Regions from separate parts of the Zea mays genome. Here all the other regions are linked to region 3. Evidence: chromatin contacts called from public Hi-C data. All regions are on one chromosome and are shown on one strand. Each heading gives the region's core, a stretch centred on a gene start, on an enhancer-like site or on the middle of the called end of the contact. The rest is flanking DNA. Distances are from core to core; before and after follow the strand shown.

Region 1 (4,958 bases), core at 1,605-4,104, 260 kb after region 3:
AAATTGGAATGATTTGTTGTCTTTGTCTCTAACCTTAAACAAAGTCACGCTTGAACAATCTATACATGTGACACAAGATTAACTTGGTCATTGCTACTTTAAACAACTCTAAGAATCAAATAAGTGATATGAAAATTAAGAAGTATTACCTTGTTTTGCAAGGTAACACCACTTTGCCTTCTGCCTCCAATATCAGATATGCAGCCACAAAACTTGTTTACATTCTCCAGAATAGATCCCCATCGATGTGATATTGAGCTCTGATCCGAGCTGATTCAAAGGTCTTATTGGTATGAAAGTAATTATACAATTGGTATGAAAGTAATTATACAATGTGGTGATGGTTGTTGCTCAGTACAATTATTGATGTCTTCCAACAAAAAGTCATTATTTTCGTCACTCAACAATGAGCTATAATATCCTGGTTCCATTGAAAAGAACTTCTATGAAATAATTCAACATGGAAACATCCCTCGCGATTTAGCCACACACGGCGGTACGACAAGTACATGGAAGATGCAGTCAAGAACTCTAGTTGGCACGGAAGAACTTGATTCACATATCTCAACACCTTCGTTCGCCGCGGATTGATTTCTCGTCGGCGACCTCGTTCCCTTCGTTAGAGACACGACGCTTCTAGTATTCATGGATGTCGCAGTAGAGAAGCGTGTAGCGGCACCCGATGGAAGCCTTTGGTCGCTTGTTCACCACCACACCACGCACGCCAAACCGTCCCGATGGAGGCGCGAAGGCAGGAGGATGGCGTGGGAAAAAGCAAATTTTGGTGATTGGGAGCGAAGACGCCATCTCAAATATTCGCAACACGAAGCTCAGTTCTAGCGTGTGAACGTGTGACCCGATTGGGAGATGGCATAGGGATCAGTTGGAGCTTTATTTTTCCTTTTTCCTTATAATATAGTTTAGGGATTGAATATTGGAAACCGTTGGAGTTGCTCTTATGGAACCTATCATTCAAAATTCAAACTGTAGCGCACTGATTCAATATAATACTTCCTCAACATATTATTTTAAGTTACATTCCAACTTTGATATCAATATATATGCATAATGTAATATCTTAAATAAATAATTTATATATTATGAAAGTATTTTTTATAACAAATATAGTGGTGGTAATCCTCACAAAAGTTATATATATAGATGGACAAAATTAAAAGGGGTCCCAACACTAAATTTATTATAAAAATCATAAAATGGATAACATATATTTTTTTTACCAAAATAAGTAAATTAGTGTCATCTTGGAGCAAGAGAAATTTGCACATATAGGCATACTTGTTTGGTAGAGCTTCAATAATAATTCTAATAAATCTATGGAAGTCTTGGAGGTGAGTATCTTTGGCTCTATGAATAAATTTGGTGAACACATCTATGTCTCTTCCCTTATATTCTAAAGAAGTCTCAAGGACAATTATTTTAGCATGCAAACTGCGGATCTGACATGGAACATACTCAAACTCATATATCCAATCATTGACTTCTCACATAGACCAAGGCTCTTAAAAGTTAAGGACATGAATATTCACTTTGAGACTCATTGGGCAAAAGTGGGAATCTTGATAAGTTTAAAACCTAGGACTAGAGTGCACTTATCCCAACAACAAAGCTATTATACTATATTCATGCGACTACATATAAGATTTGTCTGTTGTCCAATTTTGTTGTTGGAGCACTAACATATGTGTTATAATATTATCACTAATCCTATTATACTCAATCATGTTATGTGACAATATACTTATTCAAATTCATGTGAAAGTTGTGTGATCTTCTCCCCTTTAACATGTTAAGGTCTAGTTTGAGGGCATTAAGGAATGGACGACCAAGAGTTGTCTTCATTGATTATAGAGTATGCCAGTGTGGTTCGAGGATGAGAAGACTAGTGTGATGGCTAAAATGCGTGGAAGGAGGTTGAGGGGGATGCTTTTGATACACCATTCATGCTTACTAAGGTTTAGCCCAACATCAATTAATAGGTTTTATTTTGAAAACAATCATCTTTATGCTAGTCACTAATGAGCATATTGAACTATCCATGTTCCTGGAAATTCTTACAGCCTAGACACACCGACATAATTATTAAAGACATGCTCTACTGCTTAGCCAATAGCACGTCGTGCGAGTTTCTGAAAGAGGGAAATGTTATGCCAAAAATGAGAATAAATCATCTATTTTCTTTTGAAATCCCAATATCACCACATGGAAGGACACATGATGTGAAATTGAAGACGATATTAGAATTTAGTTTATATCACTTCAGCTCTACTATGTTCAGCCATAGATGAAGGAGAAACATATGAATAGCAGGTTTATCTTTGTAGTAGATGACTCTCGCTCTTTATCGGCTAGGCCAAAAGAACTTCATCCGTTTGGTGTCGGTGCCGCATGGGGACACACCGGAGAGACATATGTCCAATAATTTCTATAAAATATAATAGATAATTAATGAATTTGCAAGCTGTTAAAAATAAGTAGCATGTTTATTAATTTTTCTTCCACCGTTTTAAATATCTCCTAAGCTATTTTTAAATTACTCAGTCAAATCACCCTACTTAAGATAAATAGTTGTTGAGGAAAGTTTTTTTAATTAACCAAAAAGTCAAGATTAAAGTGGGTTTTGAAAATTCTTGAAGATGCTATAATAACGAATATAATAATGGAAGTAGTTAGAAGCAAAAGAGCCGTACCCGCCTAGTTCATGTGCTCATGCACCCGCACATCATTATAAATACCAGTTTTGCTGTTTACCCGTTCCAACTTCGCCTGGCCCGAGAGGCCGAGATCAATACTAGACCTCGACTCGAGTCTCGAGTCACGTTTCCGCCGTTATCTGCATCAACGGGGTCAGGCGACTGAACAGTACAGGCCCTTGGCCGCCGCCGCCGCCGCCGCCGTACTCCAGGTGCCCAGGTCTTCGTCCGACCCTTTGCCAGCGACGAGCACCCACCACACCAGGTATGCCCGCCCGCACCCCTCTCTTGCCTTCCTCCTGTGTAAAACGGATCACCCAAACCCTAATTTTGAGCTATTTGGCTTTCTGCATTCGGGTCTGATCTAATAAGTGTAACTGTATGCATGTATTATCTCTACAAACTTTGTTTTGTGGCAAAAATTATCGGCTATATTGGTGGGTCCGCCCTGCGAGGACATATGGAACCATCCGTATTCAGTGACGCAATGCTTCTTTAGACATTTAGGGCCTGTTCGGTTCCAGTGGATTGAGCACCCGGAATAATTCTTAGCTGGATTGTTTGTCTAATTTATATAAGAGTCGATGAGCTGGAATGATTCTTGGCCAAATCCGGCACAAACGAACGCACCCTTAGTTTTCACGCACTGCAATTTGGTTTTTGTCTCCCAAGCCCCAATACCCTTCTCTTCAGCAGTGTCCATGCAACATCAATTTCCGCTCCTTATTCTTATTTGAATGAATGCTACTTGATGGATGCAGGATTTCATCATGGTTGATTCTGTTCATGACAATATTGTGCTGAACAAGTGTATCAAGGACATCCTTGCACTAATCAAACCAGTAGAGGATGATAGAAGCAAGCGGTTATCCACAATTCAGGAGCTGGAAAATTGTATCCATTCTCTTGCATCTCTGTCAGGTAACTTTTATCTGATTCTGATTCAATTGAGACCTTCTTAACTGTATTTCAATTTCCACCTGTGACCCCTGATGTTAGTTAAGGTGCAATTATGTCACTTTTGACACTTAAGCATGATCATACATTGGCTGTGGTACTGAAGATGTTTTTCCCTGCATGTGACCATTGTATTGTGGATTTTGTGGTAGATTACTGAAAGGAATAGTTATTTATAGTAGAATATACACGTGGAAGTTAAATCTCAATCTCCGTTGTGTTCATGAAGAGATTAAATTCGACCTGAACTGTTTGAACAATATAATATGGAAATGTGACTACATGAGGATTGGTAAGCTTGTGAAATTCATATTTCTGAAAGGGTAGGTTTATTTGCACGAAATGTGACAAACAATGATAACCTCACTGCTGGAGCCTCTGTTGTCAATGGCATTATACGAGTTGCCTATGGCAGTACGCAACAGTTCGTTTCATGCTATAGTGCAATACCATCCTTATCCTTACCCAGTACTGGGCTAGATGGTGAAATTAAAAGTGTCTGTATTACTAGAATGGAGCTGCAAACATTAATAAGCTGAGAAGCTTCTTTCCCCCCGCTTTGTACTATTCTTAACAAATGCATCGGTATTTGGGGTATCTTGATGACACAGGAAAAGTTAATACATTTAATAATTATAATATTTTTATGTCTCTCTTTAATGGATTTTAAACTTTTCCTTTAACAGGTGCTGCTGTCAAACCGTTTGGGTCTTTTGTATCAGATCTTTACTCAAAATCAGGTGACTTAGATTTGTCAGTTCAGTTTGGGAATGGTTCAAACCACCCAATAAACAAGAAAAAGAAGCAGAATGCCTTGAGAGATGTTAGGAAAGCTTTACTAAGTCGAGGTAATCTTTGTTATAGTGCTCTCAAGATAGATAAATATCCATATCATACTGCACACTCAGCATTCATGAAATAACTTTAAGCATCATGATATACTTGTGTTATCCTGGACTTTGTGGCTAAAGAGTGATATTTTTGTTCCATGGTTGCTTGATTCACTATGATAGGAACCACCATTGACATATCTCCATAACTATTACAAAACTTTCTCATTTACACTTGGTTTTCTTCCTTTTATTTATTCAGGTGTTACTGGATACATGCAGATGCAGTTCATCCCACATGCAAGAGTTCCAGTCCTTCAATATGTGAGCAAGCAATTTGGCATCTCCTGTGATATATCAATTGGCAACTTTGCTGGTCGAATTAAGTCCAAAATCTTCTACTGGGTCAATACTGTAGATGAGCGGTTTGGTGATATGGTTTTGCTGGTATGTTCTAGTT
Region 2 (4,448 bases), core at 1,379-3,878, 260 kb before region 3:
CGCGCCGCGCCTGACTGGTCATCGAGGAGCAATTCCTCAGCAATCGTGAAGCTCGCGCACTTCGTGGCCCATGCACAAGAAATGTCCCGGAGGTTAATTTGCTTGCCGACAACCTACGTTCTTATTGTGGCAACCCAAACTAGGTGGTCCATGTACCGATTGGCATCACACGTCAAGGACATAATTAGGGCGCCATAAAAACCACACTAGAGAGGCACTCCAACAAGCCATGGTTGCATTATATTTGTTCTTCGTGAACTTCACATGGGGAATGAGCACAAAATCCCCTCATAATCCCTCATAATGATGATTGGAGCCAATGGCATTCTCCAAAAGTTGTTCAATAATCCTCCGTTATGTCCAAGTCATCCAGGTGGCGGCAAGCCGACAACCACAAAAAATAACAAGAAACTTGTAGCTCAATATGATCACTAATGCCAATAGATACAACAATTTAATGCAAATCACTAGAGATCACTCTCAATCTCACTTTGAACGAATCAATATCACTAGAGATGAGAGTGAGATGTTTTTTAGGATTACTAGGTGTACCTCAAGTTGGAAAGCCAAGATGTTAACCCCAAGCCTAACCAAGCTCTATTTATAAGGTCCCAAAAGGCAACTGGCCGTTGGTACCTTCACTATGTAGAAATTAGGGTCGTCGGGCCATTCAACACCCACCGTCGGACCATGTCGCACCGGTCCGATGCTCTTAGAGCTTGCCACATGTACTAGCCATTTCAATGTTATTGTTGCCGTGCCAACCACTATGGAGTTGTATGGTTCGACACCCATAGTCCAACGATAGTTAGATCATCGTTGGCCTGGGTCTGACGCCCTGCTGTAAATGACCAAAGAGTATCCATCAGCATCAGACTGGTCCGACGGTCCTTGTCGGGCCAATGCTCAGGGTTCGACGATACTAAATGAAGTTTCCTACGTGGCTAACAGTGGGACCACTCATGTAAATAGTGCATCGTCCCGTCCAGTACAACCGTGTTTGCAACCATCGTACCATCGCATCAGAGTCCAACGCTCTCCCAAAAACAACCAAAGAGCTATGGGGAGAGTCGGACTGGTCTGACGTCCATCATCGAACCAATGCTCAGGATGTGACGATCGCTGTGATCGTGAAGTTAGGGTTAGCCATAGGGCTAACTCTGTGCCGGTCCAACACTCTGTCTGTTAGAGTCCGACGCCTATTAGAGGTGCACACGAACCCTTTCTCTGGACCATGTCATTCATGTAAGTCTACATATAGGATGGTACAAGGTACAGAGCCCTCATGCATAGATCTATACCATAATACCAACACTTCATCGGATTTCGCTCATATGTGAGCCACCGACACTAGATCTGTCCTTTAATTGCAACATATATCATTCATGTAAGTCTACATATAGGATGGTACCAGGTACAAAGCCCTCATGCTTAGATCTATACCATAATACCAACTAGATTTGTCCTTTAATTGCAACATATGTCATTCCTGTGAGTCTACATATAGGATGGTACCAGGCACAGAGCCTCAAGCTTAGATCTATACCATAATACAAAAGCTATGCGCACGATCAAGAGAATATTCCCATTTCCCACCTGGAGTAATTTGGATAGCAGTGTATTGCAACATATGTCATTACTGTAAGTCTACATATAGCATGGTACCAGGTACGCAGCCCTCATGCTTAGATCTAAACCATAATACCAAAGCTATGCAACGATCAAGAGAATATTCCCATCTCCCACCTGGAGTAATTTGGATAGCAGTGTCACTCAATCAGAGCACCGACGATGAGTGGACAGTGCAAGGATTCAGAGCAAAGATGTTAATGGCTTAACGCACACATATACACAGTTCCTCGCCCACCAAATGATCGCAACACCGAGGCACTCGGCGCTCCAATAGGTATAGGAGCATTCGCGTGATTCCTACTATTAAAATCCAAATCTCGCGCGCGGCGCCGGACCTTGCTTGGAGGCAATACCTGCTCGAAATCTAATCCTAAGATCTGAACTAGTAACAATTAACAAAGTTTCTGATCCTACACATATGACTACCATCCCACTACGTAGATCTAAACTTCACAGCACGCGGCGGGGGCGCCCGCGAGATCTGGAGTGGTTCATGGCCCAGACGGTCAGACGGAGGGAGGCAGGGGCCGTGAGTAGAGTGTACCTTGCGCTTGATCTCGTGGATGGGGCTCCCGGCGTCCTCGACATCGGGCACGAAGGACGCTGGCACGCGGCCCGGGTCGCGCGATACGGCGACGGCGTAGGTAGCGACGCAGGCGGCGGCGAGCGCGCTGAAGACCGCGGCGTTGGCGAGCCCGGTCGCCGAGGAGAGCCCCAGCCACGCGGGGATCGCCAGGAACACCGTGGTGTAGTAGACATAGCCGATCGCGGCGAGCACCGAGAGTATGGGCACCGTGATGTACCCCGGGCGCCCCATCCGAGCCGCCGCCTAGTGCTCCTCTTCCGCCCGGACGGAGCGGCAGAGCATTCCGGGGAAAAGGAATCCCCCGCGGCGTCGGCGGCCGGGAGAGGAGCTCGCCCGTCTCGCGCGACGGTAGGCAGCGGCACAGGCACAGAGCGAATTGGCTTGCTTTGTACTCCAGTTAGCTCGCTTGCTGCTGCGCTGTGGTGTTTGCGTTGGCGCGATGAGAAAAGTGCGCGGGGTGGGTGAGGTGATCGCCGTGGCAGCAATGGGTTGAGTGCGGTGAGCTGGGGTTGGTAGCCCGTGGACGTCTGAGCGCGTGGTGCCGTGCCGTGGCCGTGGCGCCGTGCGTCGTTGATGCGGTTGCGGCAGGGAGCCAGGCAGCCAGGCAGGGACGTCTCAACTTGCATCGACGCGACGGCTGCGGCCAAGACAGCAAGAGGGGGAGATGATATGTCGTCATATACCATAATATATAAAAAGTTATTTAAATATATAGGAGTTGTTAGGTTCTAGCATCTAGCCTACTAAATTTTAGGCTCTTTTTGAGAGCTTCATAAGAATTTCAAGTCTATTTCAGCTATCAAACAAGTCTAGCTCCACGAGCTCTAACTTCAAAAAACTAAAACTAGAGACCAGTTTTATGAAATTTTCGAAACTCCTCAAAATGTACTTCAAAAACACCTTTTGAAGATCATCATTTTTCTCGTACGAGAAAAACATCTTTTTTCTCTAGTCGTATGGTTAGTGCATCCGCTATCCATTATCCAATTTTTTCCGTCGAATGCATAAACCTACAACACAGATTTATGCCTTGTTCTCGTGTACCCAAACGGTATTGGGTCCTTTCATGTTAGAAACAAGCACCTTAGATATCCAGACACAAGTTTTTGAACTCTTGTGCCTACCCCCAGCATATTTGGCAACTACTCTGCCAGATTTATTAGTAAAAACATAAGATGCATCAAAAGTCTTAAACGACAGTTTTGGCTCAGTAGATGCATCAACAACTTTCTTTTTAGGCATTTTTGCAGTTTTAGCATGAGAAGTAGAATGCGGCTAGGTGTTTCATTTGCATAAATATAAGCATGATGATGTGCATGAGCATTTCTAGCATATGATTTTCTAGGAATCTTATGAGCATGATAGTTCTCATAATATAAAATGTAATCTTCCCTATCATGCACCATAGGAACCTTGTCCTTCGCAAATTGAGGAATTTTGTTTGTTTTGCTCCTAGGTTGAAAGCCAACACCATCCTTAGTGCCAGAGCGTCTCCCATTATAAAGCATTCTACGAGCAAATTTAAATTTCTAATTTTCAAGCTCACACTCGGCAATTTTAGCATCTAACTTTGCTATGTGATCATTTTGGTCTTTAATTAAAGCAAGGTGGTCATTAATAGCATCAACATCAACATCTCTATATCTATTATAAATAGTAACATGCTCAGGTAGATGTAGGAACAAGGCAAGCATTCAATTCTTCAATCTTAGCAATCAAATTAACATTATCAGATTTAAGACAAGAAATTGAATTGTTGCAAGTTTTTAGCTTGTTGCTTCACAAAATTCTCATTTTCCTTAACGAGTAGATCCAGGGGCGGATCTACACCCCGGGCCACCCGAGCCGTGGCCCGGGGCTTGATCCATGTAACTCTATTTAAGTCTCTATTTAATACGGTATAAAATAGTTAAGATAAAATTAAGAGAATGAAATTTAGTAGATTTGGCCCGGGTCATAGAAAAATTCTGGATCCGCCCCTGAGTAGATCATCTTGTATTCTAAGAGTTCATCCTACTCGTTAATAAATTTCACTAATTCATTGATTTTCTCAATTAACTTGAAGCTAAGGCCTTTAAAGAGCAAAGACAAGTTTTTCTTCATTTTCACTAGAATCACTCTCATCATCGGAAGTAGTATAATTGAGGGTGCTTCTAGGTTGTACCTTTCTTTTGTCCTCTTTGCCATGAGGCACTTATGGCTGACTTTGGAGAAGAGAAGACCATTATTG
Region 3 (4,348 bases), core at 811-3,310:
GCGGCCGACCGTTGGCCCGGCCAACCGTTGACTCACCGGACAGTTCGGTGCGCACCGGACAGTCCGGTGAATTATAGCCGTACGTCGTTAATCACTTCCCGAGAGCAGCAAGTTCGCCTGAGCCAGCCTGGCGCACCGGACACTGTCCGGTGCACCACCGGACAGTCCGGTGCACCCAGACAGAGCTGACTTTGGCTGAACAAAGCCATCTTTAATTTCAACTTGATTTTTCCTGTTTCCAGCACTTAGACACAATACGTTAGTCTCTAAAATAATGTACTAAGTCTGAGAAACATACCTTTATACTTGATCTGTACTTTGTCCACCATTTAACACTTAGGCACTTGTGTTGGACACTAAATCACCAAAATACTTAGAAATGGCCCAAGGGCACATTTCCCTTTCACTATGGCCCATCTCTTCTATAGCACTCCAAAAGTTCGTTCAATGTCTTTTCTGGCAGACTCTTGAATAGTGGTAAAGTGCTGGGTCCTAACATCATACGGATGACGGATTGTCTTGACAAACGCAGGCCAGTCCGGATAAATACCATCTATTAGGTAATATCCCATGTTGTACGTGTGTCCATTGACGGAGAAAGTGACTGGTGGACTATCACCGGTAAGATGTGAATCGAACAGGTTTGAACGCTGAAGAACATTGATGTCGTTACAGCTACCGGGCATGCCAAAGTATGCATGCCAAATCCATAGGTCATATGAGGCAACTGCTTCGAGGATCATTGTAGGGTGTTTACCGCGACCGGTAAACATCCCCTTCCATGCAGTTGGGCAGTTACGCCACTCCCAATGCATGTAATCCACACTACCAAGCATACCAGGGAAGCCGTGTGACTCTCCAACTTGGAGTAGCCTAGCGATATCAACAAGAGTAGGTTTCCTGAGATAGTACCCCCAAAAGCGGTTTGGATGGTGGTGCAAAAGTGTTCCAAAGCCTCATGTGCCGTAGATTCACCAATTCGTACGTATTCGTCAACGGCATCCGCAGGAACACCGTATGCAAGGATACAAACAACAGCAACAACTTTCTGAAGAGCAGATAGACCTAGCTCACCGGCACAGTTTGGACGCTGAACGAAGTAGGGATCCACTTGTTGCACAGCAAGAACGAGGCGCTTAAACACATGGCGACGCATGCGAAACCTATATTGCAAAATATAGTCAGTACAAGTGTGAAGCACGTACTATGGACGTGAATAGATGTGCGTACGAAAAAAGACACCTCCTCCGGAATTGAGCATCCGTGTAAACCGGTTGTTCGCAAAAGTAGTCGGCTCGGATTCTTGCATCACCACTCATATGGTCATGATGGATTTGAACACGACCTGGAATGGAACCAGCATACCGACGCTCGTTGCGTGCACGACGCCTACGATGTTGGTACGTCGCAATACAACAAACCGTGTCAAGACAGAGGCTACAACGACCAGGGCTCAGCACGGCGTCAGGACGACAATGATGGCGCCAGGACTCTTTGCCGCCCATGCCGTCCATCGTAACGAACACGATCAGAGACAACCATATGACCAAGACGCATACGGACAACATAGTTTCACCAGGGTAAAACACTTGGTTTTACCACAACATAGTAGCTCCTTCTCGAGGAAGCTACATGCGATCGACCCCTACCTTAACCTATAAAAGGAGAGGTCGATCATAAGACGGGGAGGGACACTAAGAAAAGGAGGATCAGACGGAGGGACTCACGACCAACACAGACAACACACAAGAAGAACATACGAACGAGAGGACCATCGAGGCCGGAATGAACCATCGCCACGTTCAAAAGAACTCTTCCTTCCTCTTTTCACCTTTTGACTCGTAACCCCTACCGCGAGTATTAAGTAACAAATGTGTCTATAGCGCAGATGCCAAAGATTAAATATAGAGATGTTCGGTCCCAAATAGTATAGACCTTGTGTCTACATAGTACAGCATCAGAAGTACATACAAAATTATTTGTTGGAGCGGAATTTCGAAACAGCGACATTACCCGTCTTCACAGACGAGTTTCGTTACCAGCGAATCGTTCCTCTGCTGTAACGTACGGCCGCTATCACACAAGATCAAACCACGGCCGACTCCACACGTCAGCCAGCTACGGCAATATCCACGCACGTTTGGGTCCCGGCGTCTACGGCACCAGTGCGCCACGCCATGCGACGGCAACCGCTTGTTTGGGTCGATTCTGTTCTCTGCCACTATCCGTCCGACCGACTTGCTCAGCGGTCAGCACCCACGCCCACGGATCACCGTGTGTGACAACTCAGAAACCCAGAAGAATGAAGAATCCCAGCAAGCCCCATCCGGGAAATATTTATGTTATCCCCACGTGACGGCCGGCCCTCGACCCCACGGCGCCCGCTCCCTCGTACTCGTTCTCGTCAACCCGCCGCAGGGACATGAAAGACGACGACGACGACGGCGGCGCTGGCTCTGGCGCGCGCGGCCGCGTGCTCGAGTCGGAGCACGGCCTCCCCACGCGAGGGCCGGCCCACGATCCCACGGCGCCCGTCCCCTTGTCCTCATCCTCGTCAACCCAACGCAGGGACCGGCCGGCCCACGACCCCACGGCGCCCGCCCCCTCGTCCTCATCCTCGTCAATCCGCCGCAGGGACATGAAAGACGACGACGACGGCGGCGCTGGCTCTGGCGCGTGCGGCCGCGTGCTCGAGTGGGAGCACGGCCTCCCCACGGCGGAGGAGCTGACGCCGGTCTCGCACCCGCTCATCCCTCCGGCGCTCGCTGCCGCGTTCGGCATTGACGTCCCGCGCACCGCCTTCCCCTCATCCGCCTTCGACTCCCCTGCCCTCGCGCGCAAGCCCCCCAATACTCGCCTGTCCTTGGGCTGCTACGGCGAGGACGATGATGAGAAGGAGGAAGAGGGGAAGAGCGAGGTCGCCGCCTACACAACCGGCGCGTGCGGAGGCGGGAAGAGCGAGGACGCCGCATCCGCATCCGGCGCGTGCAGAGGCGGGAGGGCTGAGAAGAAGGCGAGGATAGCGTGGACGCCGGAGCTGCACAACCGGTTCGTCGCGGCGGTGGAGCACCTCGGCGACAAGGGCGCCGTGCCCAAGGCCATCGTGCGCCTGATGAACGTCGAGGGCCTCACCCGCGAAAACGTCGCCAGCCACCTCCAGAAGTACCGCATCTACCTCAAGCAACAAGCGCGCAGCCCCGCAGGGCCGCAGCCTCCTCCGGCATACAGTCCCTCCGACTCCAGGCCCCAACAACCCTCTGACACCTCCACCCGGAGCACCTGCGACATCGAGAAGCTGGAACGCGACAAAGAAGTAAGTGCTATGTTTTTCAGTTTTGAATGTTTACGTACCAAAATAAACTGAAGCCGGTCGAAAAGTATCTGGATCCATTTCAAAATGTGAAACGATATTCTACTTCTAGTCGTTGTCCAAGCCAACCTGTTCTGAGACATTCAAGTGCACATGTGCAGACATCTAGATATGGACCACACTTTCTTCTCAAATTTACCAAGCCGTGGCCCGTGGTTTCTGTTTGATTTGCATTGGCTGTTCGGAGATACAAGCAGTATCCTGTTGCCCTTTGCTTAGATTACTTTGTAGTACCCAATCCTGTTCGGCGATTTATGGGTAGTTTGGTAATCTAAAGCTAACGCACATGTCAACATTCTACATTAGGTTATTTGAGCGCTAACCTTTTTGTTCGTCATAGATGAACCGTCATTCTCAAATCAAAAGTTTATCAGTTAGATTGCAGAAATTACTAGTACCAGTTATTAGGAATGAATCTCGTGGTGGGCAGATAGTGGAGGCAACTTTTATGCCCGTGCTGCAAACTTGCCTCAGAGAGTTGATTAGTTATTTCGATTCTTTCGGAACTTGTGTTGCCTTAATATAAGATAGAAGATACTGATATTTTGTTTATCCGATGCTGATTTGTTGGGTACTTGTGTGTATTATTGGTACTAGTACCAGGGTAACAGGGACCAGTTTTCCAAGAAAGGGACTAGTTCTCCAACTTCCCGTAGTTTTCTGATTTTTGGATTTCTTATTAATTCTGCAGTTTTGGGCTTTGGTTGCAAACTAGAGCACTCTTGTGTGGAGCAAGGGTTTCCATCTTTAGAGGTGCTCTGCTGTGCTGCGATCTTACTTCGATATTAGAATTAACATAGTGCGTGCTTTCATAGGATTAAATAGCATTTTAGGCAGTGGCTTTCTGATATCGTTGCTTGCACTACTGACAACGAGACTACATGAACCCCTTTAGTTCAGCAATGCCCACTTTCTTTCTGGAAGAGGGGTGTAGCAACTAGCAATGCCCCCCACATTTTTGGAGCCAGCCAAGGAAAA

What was found. Hi-C and Micro-C count contacts between places; a contact is called where the count stands out from the background.
Region 1: a Hi-C map of tassel shows a contact between it and region 3, with 2.5 times the contacts expected there. The contact joins the promoter of LOC100383526 here to the promoter of LOC103651023 in region 3. A contact is called at or near these places in 2 of 25 Hi-C or Micro-C datasets (ear and tassel).
Region 2: a contact with region 3 is called in a Hi-C map of ear, with 4 times the contacts expected there. The contact joins the promoter of LOC100273154 here to the promoter of LOC103651023 in region 3. A contact is called at or near these places in 8 of 25 Hi-C or Micro-C datasets (bundle sheath, ear, endosperm and 3 more).

What each region holds. Positions count from the first base shown.
Region 1 is chr3:185,050,850-185,055,807 of Zm-B73-REFERENCE-NAM-5.0, reverse strand. It overlaps LOC100383526 (Protein HESO1), which reads left to right and starts at 2,854. Exons shown (of 9, transcript NM_001176174.1): 1 at 2,854-2,976; 2 at 3,473-3,632; 3 at 4,355-4,516; 4 at 4,761-4,945. The coding sequence starts at 3,482.
Region 2 is chr3:185,575,701-185,580,148 of Zm-B73-REFERENCE-NAM-5.0, reverse strand. LOC100273154 (putative protein S-acyltransferase 16) reads right to left here and starts at 2,628. Exons shown (of 6, transcript NM_001147600.1): 1 at 2,177-2,628. The coding sequence starts at 2,449.
Region 3 is chr3:185,311,470-185,315,817 of Zm-B73-REFERENCE-NAM-5.0, reverse strand. LOC103651023 (transcription factor PCL1) reads left to right here and starts at 2,060. Exons shown (of 2, transcript XM_008676613.3): 1 at 2,060-3,313. The coding sequence starts at 2,423.